Linked DNA regions of Rattus norvegicus: regions 2 and 3 are each linked to region 1. The links are chromatin contacts, called in public Hi-C maps. All regions are on one chromosome and are shown on one strand. Each heading gives the region's core, a stretch centred on a gene start, on an enhancer-like site or on the middle of the called end of the contact. The rest is flanking DNA. Distances are from core to core; before and after follow the strand shown. Region 1 holds the start of Cenpf (centromere protein F). Region 2 holds the start of Smyd2 (SET and MYND domain containing 2). Region 3 overlaps Ptpn14 (protein tyrosine phosphatase, non-receptor type 14).

Region 1 (4,484 bases), core at 1,196-3,695:
CAGTCAGGCTCTCACAGACGTCTAACAGGTCAGCTTCCAGTCAGGCTCTCACAGACGTCTAACAGGTCAGCTTCCAGTCAGGCTCTCACAGACGTCTAACTCTTTCCAAGCTGCATCGTTTGTTAGACTGATGCATGCATGCATTAGTCAAGAGTAAGTCCGGGCTACTGCCAGGACCACTGCAAAGGTGACAGAGGCATGCTCCACATGTAAAAGGAACACAGACAGGGATTCAAAGGGCAATTCGAGCCCTGCCGCTGTCACTCAAATGCAACTGGTCTTTGTCTTGGTTTTGTCAATTATGAGAATAATGTTGGCAACTTCCTTGAGCATTAGAATGGCATCTCCTGGTACATTTCCTACATGTGTTAACTATTATATCAGTTCCCCAAAAACATACTTCAGCTTAGGACACAAAGGAAATGTGGATCACCTCCTTCTGAGCCACATCCATGTACGTATAGAGACAGTATCTAACTGGAAATATTTTGAAAAGATATTTCCAAAAGTTAAAGAGAAACAAGGATCTTGGCATGTTAGATAAGGGCCTTGAAGACAGTTTCTGCTGCCAGCTTCATGATTTTTTTTTCCAAGATCTCATTTCTCAGAAGACATCTGTAACTCCACGCCCAATTTCCCGCAAAATTTTCTAAAAGAAATCAAAGGCCTCTTAATTAAGACAAAGAACAACTGACCCTGCTCTAAGACATCAGCTTGTAGTTTGTCCATTCAAGATGAGAGTACGCTAGACCAAAACCACACGCAAAACTGTCTTAACTATTCAGCCAGCCACCGAAATCATTACATCAAGATTCCTCAGCCAAATCCTCCTTTTAGCCCAGCACTTGAGAGACAGAGGCAGGCGGATCTCTTGAGTTTGAAGCCAGCCTGGTCTACAGAGTGAGTTCCAGAACAGCCGGGGCTACACAGAGAGGAAAAAAGCCATGGTCAACAAGACAAGAAAGAACAATCTAGTGAGATACAAGCAGGAAATGCAGCAGGCTTCTTCTCTAATTCAAAACCTACAAACAGCTATGTACGTTTGTTTGTAGTCACACCTTGTTGAAAACAAGAAGGTAGTTATGTATGTAGTTAGTATAACAAAAGTTATATTTCATTATGCTGCGGATTATTATACAATATTTATACTTTAAATTCCTAAGCCTGTCTTCCCATGGCTGCTCACCTATGTGATGTATTTTTTTTCTCTTTATTATTATTATTATAATTATTATTTATTCACTTTACATCCTTTTTTTTTAAAAGATTTATTTATTCATTTATTATATATAAGTACACTGTAGCTGTCTTCAGATACACCAGAAGAGGGCATCGGATCTCTTTACAGATGGTTGTGAGCCACCATGTGATTGCTGGGAATTGAACTCAGGACCTCTGGAAGAGCGGTCGATGCTCTTAACCGCTGAGCCATCTCTCCAGCCCTCGCTTTACATCCTAATGGTAGTTCCCCACCCCACCCCTTGCGCCCAGTCCCCACCTCACAAACACCTCCCCTTCTTCTCAGAGAAGGGGAAGACTCCCTTGGATACCACTTGATCCTGAGACATCAAATCGAAACAGGACTACACACATCCTAAGGCCCTAAAAGCCAACAGAAGTTTTTGATTCGAGGGTTAGGATCCTGAGGGCAGACCAAGGTGTCGTCTTTTCAGAGACTCAGAGTAGAGCACTGTTTCGTCTCCACTTACATACTGTCCAGTGGGCATCATGGGGTTTTAGGGTTGTTATTTGAGTGAGAGATGTCAGAGTTCTGGTTATTAGCCTTGGGTGTTTAAAGAGCATTTTTTACTATGTTCATTAAAACACATATATACATTTTCTACCTCGCCTACGCTTACATATAAATACACCACACCGATCCCCTGCCTACTTGCGATTAGGTGTTGACGATGTAAGGAACCATCTGACCGCCACCTAAATTGGGTCACTGGAGCAAAAGTTGTAAAAATCCGTAAACCAAAAAAGTAAGATTGAAGAGGCAGGGTCTGAGAGGAAGACGAAAGATGAAGCAAAACGTCGGAGGTGAAGGTTTAAAAGGACTTCCACCGGAAAGTATGTCTTAAATTATGCGGAGGGCTCGCTTCAAGGGCCAATCGCCCGCCTCAGGTCCTAAGAGGTTCTGGCGGGTTTCTACGGTTGTCCTCCGTCAGAATCCTGCCAGTGCTATTTAGTTCTGGCTGCTGAGCACAAAGCACAGCCTGGCACCCAGGCGACCCAAAGCCGCTAAGCGAGAATGAAGCTACAAGAAACCATGAGGGACTCCGATGGGGCGCCGCGTGGGGGACGGGGATTCCGGGCTGGGGGGGGCTGCTCACCTGAGCGCCTCTCGGAACCCGGCTCAGGGATCCGAGAACCCCGGGTTCTTCACCGCCGAGCTCCTCACAAAGCGCGCCGCACCTGCCGCCCAGCACGAGCGATTCAAACTGCCCGCGGCCACCGCCCCTCTTCCTGTCGTTCACTTCCGGTCCCTCCCAGCTAGTCTCCACGCCTATTGGCCATTGCTAAAGGCTGTCGACCAATCCGCGCCAGCATCCTCGGTGAGCCTCCTCTGATTGGTTCTTTTGGACGACTGTTTAAAAACAAGCGGTGCCAAAGCAGACTTTGGATGGGCTGGCGTTGCCTAGAGACGGGCACTACATGCTCAAAAGGGTGGCCCTGAGCCGCTGGGCGTGCTGAGGAGGAGGGTGAGGCCTGTTCCGCGGGGTGGCCGCTCCCTCTAACTGTAGGACAAACGTGAGGTGTTAGCTCTGAGGTGACTATTACTATGAAAGTTGGCTGCGAAGTTGAGCCAGCTGGCGCGCGCCTGTCATAGCCGCCCTGAGGAGGGCGTTTGGAGGACAGCCTGGGCTATATACAGAGACTCTTGTCGCAAAATAAATACAAAATAAACAAACAAACAAATAAATATAAATAAATAAAACGCGTAAATAAAACGGAGGCACAGCATAACAAAATAATCTGAACTTGAATCTAAGACATGCATGCAAAACACCAACTGCTGACCTCTCAGTCATCTCAGTCTTATTTTCAAAATCTGAATTTGCGCGCGCAGGTTGTAGTGGCGCTGAATATGAGATTAAAGGTGAACGCTTTTTATCAGACTCAAATATTCACAAGACCCTTCTAAAATGAGTGCACTCCAACCTTTTTATGAAGCCCAGGTTTGTGAGTATATGAACATATATATATATATATATATATATATATATATATATATATATATATGAACTGACTGCTCTTCCAGAGGTCCTGAGTTCAATTCCCAGCAACCACATGGTGGCTCACAACCATCCGTAATGGGATCTGATGTCCTCTTCTGGTGTGTATCTAAAGAAAGCAACTGTGTACTCTGTATATAATGGGGGGGGGAGGGGGAGGGAGAGCGAGAGCGAGAGGGAGAGCGAGAGGGAGAGCGAGAGCGAGAGCGAGAGCGAGAGCGAGAGAGAGAGAGAGAGAGAGAGAGAGAGAGAGAGAGAGAGAGATTGAATTTCACTATGGTTGCTTATGGAACATGAGTAAACAAACTATAGTGTTTCTTTAACAGAGCAGTGCCCCTTACCAGTAGCTACACAACACAGTGGGGTGGGGGGAGGGGACACCGTTTTTCTTCCCTCATCAACTTTTTATCAGTTAAGTCCTCAAGGACAGGTGAGATCCCTTTCCTCACAAATAAGCTTCCAAAGGCAGGAACAAGCTATGAATTGTGAAGTTGATGTGCTGCCTTCCATCTCTTTCAAACTTGCTCTGTCCCCTTTACCTTTCATTAGACTATTCCTGCAGTTGGATTTGGTTCTGCTTCCCTTTTACTGAAATCATGCTGATCCTTCAGTTCAAACACAACCTTCTTCATAAAACCACTGAGCAGGCTAACTTTATGTCAATCTGACACAACCTAGGGTTATCTGAAAGGAGATTTTGAAACATGGAGAAAATGCCTCCATAAGATCCTGCTGGAGGACATTTTCTTAATTAGTGATTGATGAGGGAGGCCTCACTTAGCCTAGTGCGAGTGGTGCCAACCCTAGGCTGGTGGTCCTGGGTTCTATAAGAAAGCAGGCTGAGCAAGCCAGGGAGTGAGGGACAGTAAGCAGCACCCCTCCATGGCCTCTGCATCAGCACTGCCTCAGGCTCCTACCTTGTTGGAGCTCCTGCCCTGATTTTCTTCAGTGATGAGCAGTGATGTGGAAGTGTCAGCTGAATAAACCGGCTCCTTCCAGCTTGCTTTGGTCATAATGTTTTATCACAGCAACAATCGCCCTAAGACTACCACACTAAGATGTTTCCTGGTTTTCTTAGAACTTGGTTTCTACACTTCCCTTTGAGGATTCTTGCCCTGCCCTTGCTTTTCTAGCAGTCAGTCCTTCTCGAAGCGCAGACCACCATGCCTGGATCATTCATCCACTACCTTACTTTCTATCACTTGGTGCTGTCTAGCCTTCCCATCTTCTTCTCCGGTGTGAGCT
Region 2 (4,484 bases), core at 558-3,057, 240 kb after region 1:
CTAGGCCCATGGATCTCATGAGTTATTTATTTATTTATTTATTTATTTATTTATTTATTTATTTATTTATGTATTGTGCAATATTTTAGTTGATTTCCAAGGACTCTGTTACATAAGCCAAACAGAAGAGGTTGGAGCAATGGAATGACTGCCTGGGGCAGCCCTGAGGAGGGAACTGAGGCAAAATTAGTGACACTGACAAATGTCAATGTGGGGGGCAAACTTTGCCACAAATGTCAGGGTACTCCTGGGGCTTGTGTGTCTGCGTACAATCAGGACACTCCCAACAGGAGAGAAGCACGTCTCAGCTGTCAACGCAGATATTTAATTTCAGGAGGAGAGACTGGCCACGAGTCCCTACTACGCACTGAGCAAGGCCCACACCTCTCAGCGCACGCTGTGGCTTCTGGCAAGCACCAGGACCCCTGAGGGAGGCCCCTTCTGTGCTGGGTGACCCGTTTTGCTCCTTTACTGCAGACACCCACACTGCTGCAGACTCCCAGCCACAGCGAGGCTCAGAAGATCAAGGGACCAGTCTCAGCAGCCTTTTTAACTTTGGGAAAACCCAATGCTCACTTCACTCGAACGTCGCAAAGTGGTGCCATGACCCTTTAGCTCTTGGCTCACCAATTCAAAGAGGCACATCACATACAGCCCTTCCGCTGCCCACGGCATGGTTCTGCGTCTAGTTCCTTTCCAGGTCCCCCCAAGCGGAAGACAGTTCTGGCAGGGAGTCGGGCCGAGATTACTCTAATATTCAGCCTTTGTCCATTCTTTTGTTGTCTTATTGGAGAATGAGGTACACCAGTCTGGGAGGCTAAGTGCAGAGAGCTTCGATGAGTGCTGGACTCAGACCAGCCCTCGAGAGGGACCCGAGAACCCCATGTTAGCTTAATCTATCCCACCATCTCCACTTCAAAGATGAAGGCACTGACCTTCAAAGCAAGTATGAGGGTCCCTTCCTCAGGCATCCACAGATGGCCTGGGGTAGGCTGAACTCTAAAGCCAGACCCCCTAGCTCAGGAAACTTGGGGAGCACAGGAGTGGGTGGGAAGTGTCAGTCCTGAGGCAGGCCAGGCTTCAGCCCCTAATTAGTGCTTTGTGTACACCCAGGTGCCCTTCCTCTCTGGGCTTTAGTTTCCCAACAGTAAAATGATCTCTTCTCAGCCCTTAAGATAAAGTGTGTCTGTAAAATGAAGAGACAGGGTGGGATGGCGGAGTACCTTTCTGCTCCACAACTACCTGAAGGCTTAGCATATGGGCGTGGACTCAGGACATATATGATGTACTACAAATATTCTCCCAACAAACTGTATCCCCCTCCCCCCCATCTACGGAGCCCAGTCTCATAGGCGTGCCCCATACCGTCCCTCCTCAAGGATAACCGGAAGGGTCCCCGGCTGATCGGGTTGTCACTTCTTGGGGGGTGGGGGAGCCGCCCATCTCAGCACAGCCCGGGAGGCCTCCGGACCACAGGGAGTCTAAACTAGAGCGGACACGCGTGGGGCGGCGCAGGTCCGGCTGCGGGGCAGGCCGTGGCTGAGCGGACGCGGCGCACGTGGCCCCGCGTGGCCCCTCCCTCCCGCACGGTCCCCGAGTACCTGGCGAAGCAGCACTCGCAGTGGTGGCCCCGCTCGCCCACGGTGAGCACGCAGGCGTAGGCCGGGCAGGAGAAGAGGAGGTCGCCCACGTGGAAGGGCCGCAGCGCACGGAGCCCCCGGCCCTTGCCCGCGCTGCAGAAGCGCTCCAGGCCGCCGCGGGCCTCGGCGCGCATGCTGGCAGCGCTGCGGCTGCGCGCTGCGGGGCACGCGCGTCACGGGAGGGAGGGAGGGAGGGAGGGCAGGTCTGCGGCGGCCGCCGGCCTTCAAGGAACTCGGCGCTCCTCTCGGGGCGGGTGCTGTGCCCTGGCCGCGCCCCGGAGCGCCGGGCGGGAGGGCGGTGCGAGGGTGCGCAGGGCGCGCGCGCGGGAGTCCGCCCGCACACGCCAGGCTGCGCTGCCCGGTGGGAAAGGCCGGAGTCCCCAACCGTCCAGACCACCACCCGCTGTGTCCGCAGACGGCGCCCCACTAAGAACTAAGATCCCGGCTAGTGGAGCAGGGGGTGAATGAATGTGGTTTGCAGTTGTTGAGCTGTGCGTGCAAAAAGCACAGTTCTCACCTCCCTTGGCTCATTCTGGAGCCAAGATGAGGGGCCAGGTTTGGGTTACCCCAAACTCTACCTTCCGATGTTGTAACAATTCGATTTAAAATGTCCATAATAACCAGACAAAGAAAATCATAAATCAAGACTTCAAAAATACATGCGGTGGGACCCCCAGTAAGCTGGCTGCAGAAGGGAAGGGACCTCAGCTATAGGCCTCAGATGCAGTCTGACTACATCTTAGCATATGGGTCGGTGTGAGCTTGTGATCTGATAATGTTCCAGACGGTTTTACCTGTTCTTCACAAGCTGGTAGGTTAGACACGGGGTAGGCAACCGGTAGCTATTAAGGGAACTGGAGAGGGCCCAAGAAAAACTGCCAGTAAGCTCCAGACCTGCGACATTGCAGCCTCTCCGCAAAGGTTGAAGTTCAAATCAGCTAATTAGCTTTACAGAGAGAGGTCCAGTGCCAGCTGCAGTTCTTTCTCCAGCTTTCGTTCACGGGGCAAATCACAGAACTGGGAATTTGGAGGGTGTAAATAAAATCCCTTTAATGATAAAATGCTCCTATGAACGTGTGTGGGGGTCAGAGGGCAAACTTGCAGAAGTGGGCTCTCACCTTCCACCACACGGGGCCTGTGTCTGGTTTGTCTGTCAGGTTTGGTGCCTCTGATCTAGCTGGCCCATGTATCCATTTTAGTAACCATGGACATCAGTGGACTATAAACCTGGACAAAGTGTAGCACCGGGTCCTTCAAACCCACATAATTTATCCCAGTAATAATTACCCTTAGTTACTGGGCATCATTCGCTAACCAACCATCGAGCCAATGTATTTATTTAACACATCATGCTTAACCTTAAAATCGGTGTAAGATTTGGGAAACCATTTTCCATACACTTCTCACCTGTGGTGGGCAACATTCTCAGAGTCATAGGTGTGTGGCCGCAGCCTCACTCCATGACATAGCCTGCCATCTGCCAGAGGCGTTTTCTCAAATCTTGGGACTTTCAAAGATAGCCAGCCAGCTTGGCAATGTGTCTTTTGGATTCATTTTGTTTTGCTTCTTAGCACTCTGGTTTGGGGAAGGATGTCTAGCCGGTACAAAGAAGAAAAGACGTAGAAATAAACAAGCAACGTGTTTGTTAACTCAGCGCACGATTTACTCGTTCAAGAACTCATTGTGCAGAGTTTGAGAAATGTGTCCCGTTCCCCCCCCACTCAACCCCCCCCCCCCACACACACACCTTTCTCCTGCTCGTGTTGTTTTGACACAGGCTGGCCTCAACCTCCCTACCAACCAGAGATTGACCTTGGACTTTGGTGCCTCCTGCCTGTCTTCCTAATGACCGTAGTACAGGTATGCAGCACCACACCCTGTTCCCTGGGGTACTGCGGACTAAACCCAGGGCATCTCAGGGCAGAGGTGAGTGTTCCGAGAGAACACTGGAAAACAAGCGGCTTCATTTCAGAAAAGTCGGGATGAATTCGAGTGACTGGGGACGGAGAAACAGGCGGCTAAGCAATAGCTGTAAAGTTAGGAGCCTCCCGTAATGATTAAAGCTGTGCTTAAAATAAATGGCCAAGGCACGGCTCCCAGCCAGCCGGGGCAGACCGATGACAGCACCCTCCATGCATCTCATGCTTGCCGCTCTGCCACTCAGCGGTCTCACATTCCATGAAGGAAGCTGTCTGGCTGCCAGGGCCCGGCTACCAGCTCCTCTCCCGCTTGTCCCATGGTTTGGGGAAAGCGATGTTGGAAAGATTTGGGGCGGCTTTGCCTCACGTTGAAAGGCAGACACGGCGGGCACAGGATGAAGGCCCCCTCTGCTTAACGGCCTAAAAGATCATCTAATCCATTTGTTACGCATCCTTCCAGCTGCAGATTAGCACGTGGAAGAAACAGCTCTGGGCTAGGAAATGAAGCCCTGGCAGAGGGGCCAGCAGAGAACATGACCGGCCCCGCTGTCGTTCCTCCAGATGGAATTTATCGGCTGCACATGCGCAGAGGAGACCCAGCACTTGGGGTCCCATAGCCACAGATAGCTGGGGTCTAATCAGGTGCTCACACTGTGATACGAAATTACAAGACAGTTCTGAAGGACCTGGGTAATGTCACTCAAAGATATTATTAGGGAGGGCCTCATATCTGGCGTGTGTAAACATTGCCTTGTATAGTTAAGGAGTCTAACCAATGTATTGAGGACTGGAGTTAGTGCGAATCCCCGACTCAGTTCCACCCCAATACCCCTTTCCAGACAGGCAGAAAGAGATTTGACATGGCTGGGAAAGGAGGCAGCACATGCTGTAGGGACACGGATGGACTCCGTGTGGCATTTTAAGC
Region 3 (4,484 bases), core at 960-3,459, 190 kb after region 1:
TGACAGATGTGTCGTCTTCTGTCACCTCCTGTAAGCTCAGGCCAGACATGTTTGACAACGAGTTGAAGGTAGCAAGTGCCCTGCACCTTCCAGGCTCTCTCACCTCTCGTGGCATGTCTGGTGGAGAGAGCAAATCCAGCTCATTGAGTTCTGTTTGGAGATGTGCCAGTTACGTGAGGTAGAGAGGGCAAAAAAACACCAGGACGTTCTAGAATAAACTCAAGGGACATTATTCATTTCTTCTCAGTATTAGGAAATGAGCTGTCCACGGAGTGCCCTGTCACTGCCGTCGAGCCCTCAGCTGCACTTAACAAAGATTCTGCCCCTGCTGCTTCCAGCCAGCATTCTAGCCAGGCGGCCACCAAGTTCTCATTCGGTGTTGTCTCTCCCTGAGTGGTAGCTCTGACTCCCTCAGCTTTGAGCGGAGAGCTCTGGGTCTCCCGTAGGAATGGCATAGTCCCTGGTGACCTATGGCTTGTTGAGTGACAGATGAGTCGGCTCTGGAGGGTGGAGTCAGTCACAGTTAGCCCCGGAGGGTCATTGCAGCCTGAAAATGCCTTCGCCTCGCTTCTGAGTCCGTTGGTGGCAAATCACCTTGGGGAAATATGAGGGTGTGCTGCCAACCCATGCAGATGTCACCCATTCTAGGGGAGCTGGAACCCGGGTCCAGCAGCTTGTCCAGTATCCATCCTGTCTTCCCTGTCCTCAGCTTCTGCATTTCTGTTACACCTTAGGGGAAGTGAGGGTTTTTACCCAGTGTGTCCAGTCCTCCATGGCCTTAATACGATTAATACGGCACACTGTGTTTCTCAGACTCTCACTGGCCCGTTGCTGCTAGCCTGTTCGTGGCCAGGCACTGGGGATCTGGCACCCCTCGATCTCATAGGTGGATAACGCACTGCCGTTTGGAGGCCGGGCCTTGCGGTTCAGAGCTGTGTTCCGTCTCCTCATCTTAGAGATAAGTGAAAGGATGTTTGGTTGTCTGGCGGGAGGGTTGGAGCAAACGCCAGCCTAAGCATGTCCAACTGTTACCTAGACAGCGACTCTTCTGCTATGGGCTTGCCAGCAGGACCAGCGCTTGTCCAAAGACAGTGGGGAGGTTAGATCACCCCCGAATTTCTTACCCAAAGTTTATTGGGCATAAAATGTTTTGGACCCTGCAGCAGTGATGTCAGAGTTGGAAACGATGATACAACACCCCAGGGAAGGCTGTGATCCAGTGTTGAGATCGACTTCTCCCGGGCTCCTGGCCTGCTCCCCGTACTGGGTTGTCACATGTGGCCCTTGCATCTGGGCAGTTGCTTTGGAGACTCCTTGCCCGATACTGCACGCCTGTGAGCAGGGTTCTGCCCCTGCAATGTTACATCCACGCTTAGCATTCCCAGTCTCCCTTGCTGGTGAGTGCCTGTGCGAGCCATGTTTATCCAAACACGGTGAGGGTGAGTGTTCTGGTGCGGGGACGGGGCGGTGCCCCTGTGCAATTCCACTGTCTGCATTCCAGGTCACTTTGTCTATTCAGATACCACCAACTCTCCTTGCTTGTTTGCTTGCTTTCCAGACCAGCTCTCTGAAGCTCCCTCTTAATTTTTTCCTGCCTGGCCACGGAGCGGGCAAGAGGACCATGGTCTTGAACCTCTCTAAAATGTCCATGGAGGAATTCTTAATTTAAGAAGGAATGACTCCATGCCTTTGGGGTTGGATAGGGAATAGGATCTGGGAAATGAGTGTCCAAAACGAGTTGGGGAGAAGACTTCTTACAACCAGGCCTCCTGTCCTGAGGTGCAGCACCGTCCCTCAGTACCAGAAGAGAGAGGAAAAGGACGAATATTAGTTCGATTAGAAATAACATTGGCAGCAGGCTTCCTGTTTATTACAGGTGCCCCAACAGGCTTTAGGACGAGAGCGCTGGTGTGCAGTCTAACTACCCCTGGCTCGCCTGGACTGTTTGCTCCAGTCTCCCTGGTCAGCTGGTGGGACAGGTGCACTGCAGGGCTTCCCAGGGAGCCCCACAGGGTGTGCTATGATCGACGGCTAATGCAGAATAAGCTATCTGCCTAGCCTCCTGCCTTATTAAGTTTTCTTCTCCAACCTCTTCCTTCAGGGACACAAACTCTTTTGGGTGGAAAGCAGAGAGTAGAGGAGCCATCAGTGCCTTGGGGTGGGACCTCACACTAAACCCTCAGGAATGCTGCTTGAGCATGGCCAGGTGGCGTTCTTGGCATTTCTCTGGGGCCTCCGCCTCCCTCGGTGCAGTGCTAGCTAATAAATACCTTGAGCATTGAACTGAAAACTCTTTCCTTCCGAGCCATTTTATTTAGACTCAAAGGCTGTAAAGTTTTACTGCAATTTCCTTTGAAGTTCTTCGCCACTATTGGTAGTCCTAAAATTCTTCAACCACATTCTTTCAGATACAAGCCCACACTTCCTTAGAGATGATTTCCACTGTATGCCCTCTGTCCCTCAGTGGTCAGCTGACCTGGCTGAGGGTTCCCTGGGGAGGTTCCACGTGCAGATGACTATTGAAAGTGTAACCTTTTGTGACGTGTTACATAATAACTGGCTACTTTGCTTCACCAGTCCTTCACTCTTTTGTTCAGTATTTTGATGCTTGCGTTTTGGTTGTTTCTGTCAGATGTTGTGAATTTTGGTTTCCTTCAAAATAATTGACATTTGATGGTTTTTATTTTGAAATGATGCACAGACACCCCCACCCTCAGCTTAGAAACCAGCTTTCTTTAGGGTTCTTGGGTCAGCCCACAGAAGCCTACAGACCTCCGCCATGGCTGGAAGGCAGTGCTATGCCAGATGTGGTTGGCTTTTATGGGCTTGCACATGGGCTAGCAGCACCCACTATGTTGTAAGCTGTGAAAGAAAGAAAGAAAGAAAGAAAGAAAGAAAGAAAGAAAGGAAGGAAGGAAGGAAGGAAGGAAGAAAGAAAGAAAGAAAGAAAGAAAGAAAGAAAGAAAGAAAGAGAAAGAAAGAAAGCATTCCAGGTTGGGACTCAGCACCTAGTCCATGGCAGTTGCCGACTGAGACGGCTGTCAAACCTCTCTCCTCGCAAACTGCACCTGAGGACCGGGGACAGAGGAGACAAGAGGACGACATTCCTTCCTAAGTTACCAATTATCACGTTGACTGTACTTTGGCAGAGACTCTCCGTCACGTGGATAATATTAAAAGCCCTAAATAAAGTTATGCATGCTGTTGTTCATCAGTAACAAGCGTTTGCCTGCCAGCCTCTGCCACAGACAGCTCTGAGGTGTAGGGTGCTGGCTTTTGACAGTATTCTTTTGCACTGTTCCCTCTTTCTACGAAGTCTTATTTAGGTAACAGTCCTAGAGGATGTTGTCTCTGTCCTTGTCGTTGCTGTAAAATGTTTCCTATGTGCCTTTACAAATGTGAGGTCTTTATTCTAACCCCCCCTTTTTTGTAAAAGATATCTATTGATTTCTACATGCAATAAACCTTGTTTTGAGAGAAAACAGCTGTCTTGTCATAACACACCTGCAGTAGTTGAATACACAGGCTTCCCTTACTCCATATCTGCATGCTTGTGTGGGTGTGCATTCATTCACATGTGTGTACATGCCTGTAGAGACCAGAAGCCAACCCTCAGGAACTTTTTACCTTGTTCTGAGCAGGGTCTCTCCTAGCCTGGAACTTCCGGTTCAAGCAAGCCTGAGGAACTTGTCTCTGCCACTGGGATACACACGTGTGCCACCAAGCCCTATTCTGGAGTTTGAACTCAGGGCCTCAGGCTGACTCATGAGGTCAGCACATGGCTGACTGAGCTATCTTCCCACCTTATTGTCTCTCTTACCTAAGATCGGTTCTATAGGCGAAGACCTTTTGGAAAACCTGTCTCGATGAAGACTTTGCAGTTCCCCATGTCTGCATTGTAGAGGAAACACACAAGAAGCAAATGCTAGGATGGGTCTTTTTTTCCCACACATTTGGAGAGAACCTGCAGGAAGCCTCCCTTCTGGGTCTCTTCTGCCATGGCAGGTAGCAAGTTCTTGTGAAGAGGGAAGAGGAGGCTGTGTGTCCTTGGGGAGCAGCAGCCAGTGTCGACAACTTCCAACAGTAAACCGTTCACAACCCCAGCTCGCCTCACCTCTGAGTAGGAATACTAAAAGGGAAGGAGAGATGGTCATTTCAGCAAACATGAAAATATTTTTATTTTTATGGTGACCTTGTCAATGGGACAGTTGTGATTCTTGAAATAAAAGCTATGTAATGTTTTTAGAAGGTGCAACAGAAAAATAGATCATTGGGAGTGGGGATCAGTGAGTCAGGGTGGAGAGAAGGGTTTGTCTGTGTTACACCGAGTCAGCCCAGTTTGTTTTCTTCTGCAGATTAAACAAACCATTTTCAGTACACACTTGAGAAATTAGACTGTCAACATAAGGCCTGGAGACAAGGCTCAGTGGGTAGGAGCACTGGCTGCTCTTGTGGAGGCCCTGCGTTGAGTCCCAGCTCCCACA

The links. A called contact is a pair of places that touch in the nucleus more often than the background predicts.
Region 2: a Hi-C map of Schwann cells shows a contact between it and region 1, with 5 times the contacts expected there. The contact joins the promoter of Smyd2 here to the promoter of Cenpf in region 1. A contact is called at or near these places in 5 of 12 Hi-C or Micro-C datasets (the Rat2 cell line, Schwann cells, kidney and 2 more).
Region 3: a Hi-C map of kidney shows a contact between it and region 1, with 6 times the contacts expected there. The contact joins the enhancer-like site here to the promoter of Cenpf in region 1. A contact is called at or near these places in 12 of 12 Hi-C or Micro-C datasets (the A7r5 cell line, the Rat2 cell line, Schwann cells and 7 more).

What each region holds. Positions count from the first base shown.
Region 1 is chr13:103,758,441-103,762,924 of GRCr8, forward strand. It overlaps Cenpf (centromere protein F), which reads right to left and starts at 2,446. Exons shown (of 18, transcript NM_001100827.1): 1 at 2,337-2,446.
Region 2 is chr13:103,995,967-104,000,450 of GRCr8, forward strand. Smyd2 (SET and MYND domain containing 2) reads right to left here and starts at 1,808. Exons shown (of 12, transcript NM_206851.1): 1 at 1,602-1,808. The coding sequence starts at 1,774.
Region 3 is chr13:103,948,227-103,952,710 of GRCr8, forward strand. It overlaps Ptpn14 (protein tyrosine phosphatase, non-receptor type 14), which reads left to right. Exons shown (of 19, transcript NM_001401364.1): 19 at 1-3,482. Among named protein-coding and RNA genes, the nearest start is that of Smyd2, 47 kb to the right of the region's middle. Within about 2 kb of position 2,210, at least 6 of the 93 cell types and tissues checked have an H3K27ac peak or open chromatin away from gene starts, as enhancers often do. A contact at or near this core is called in the A7r5 cell line and kidney, where this site is marked.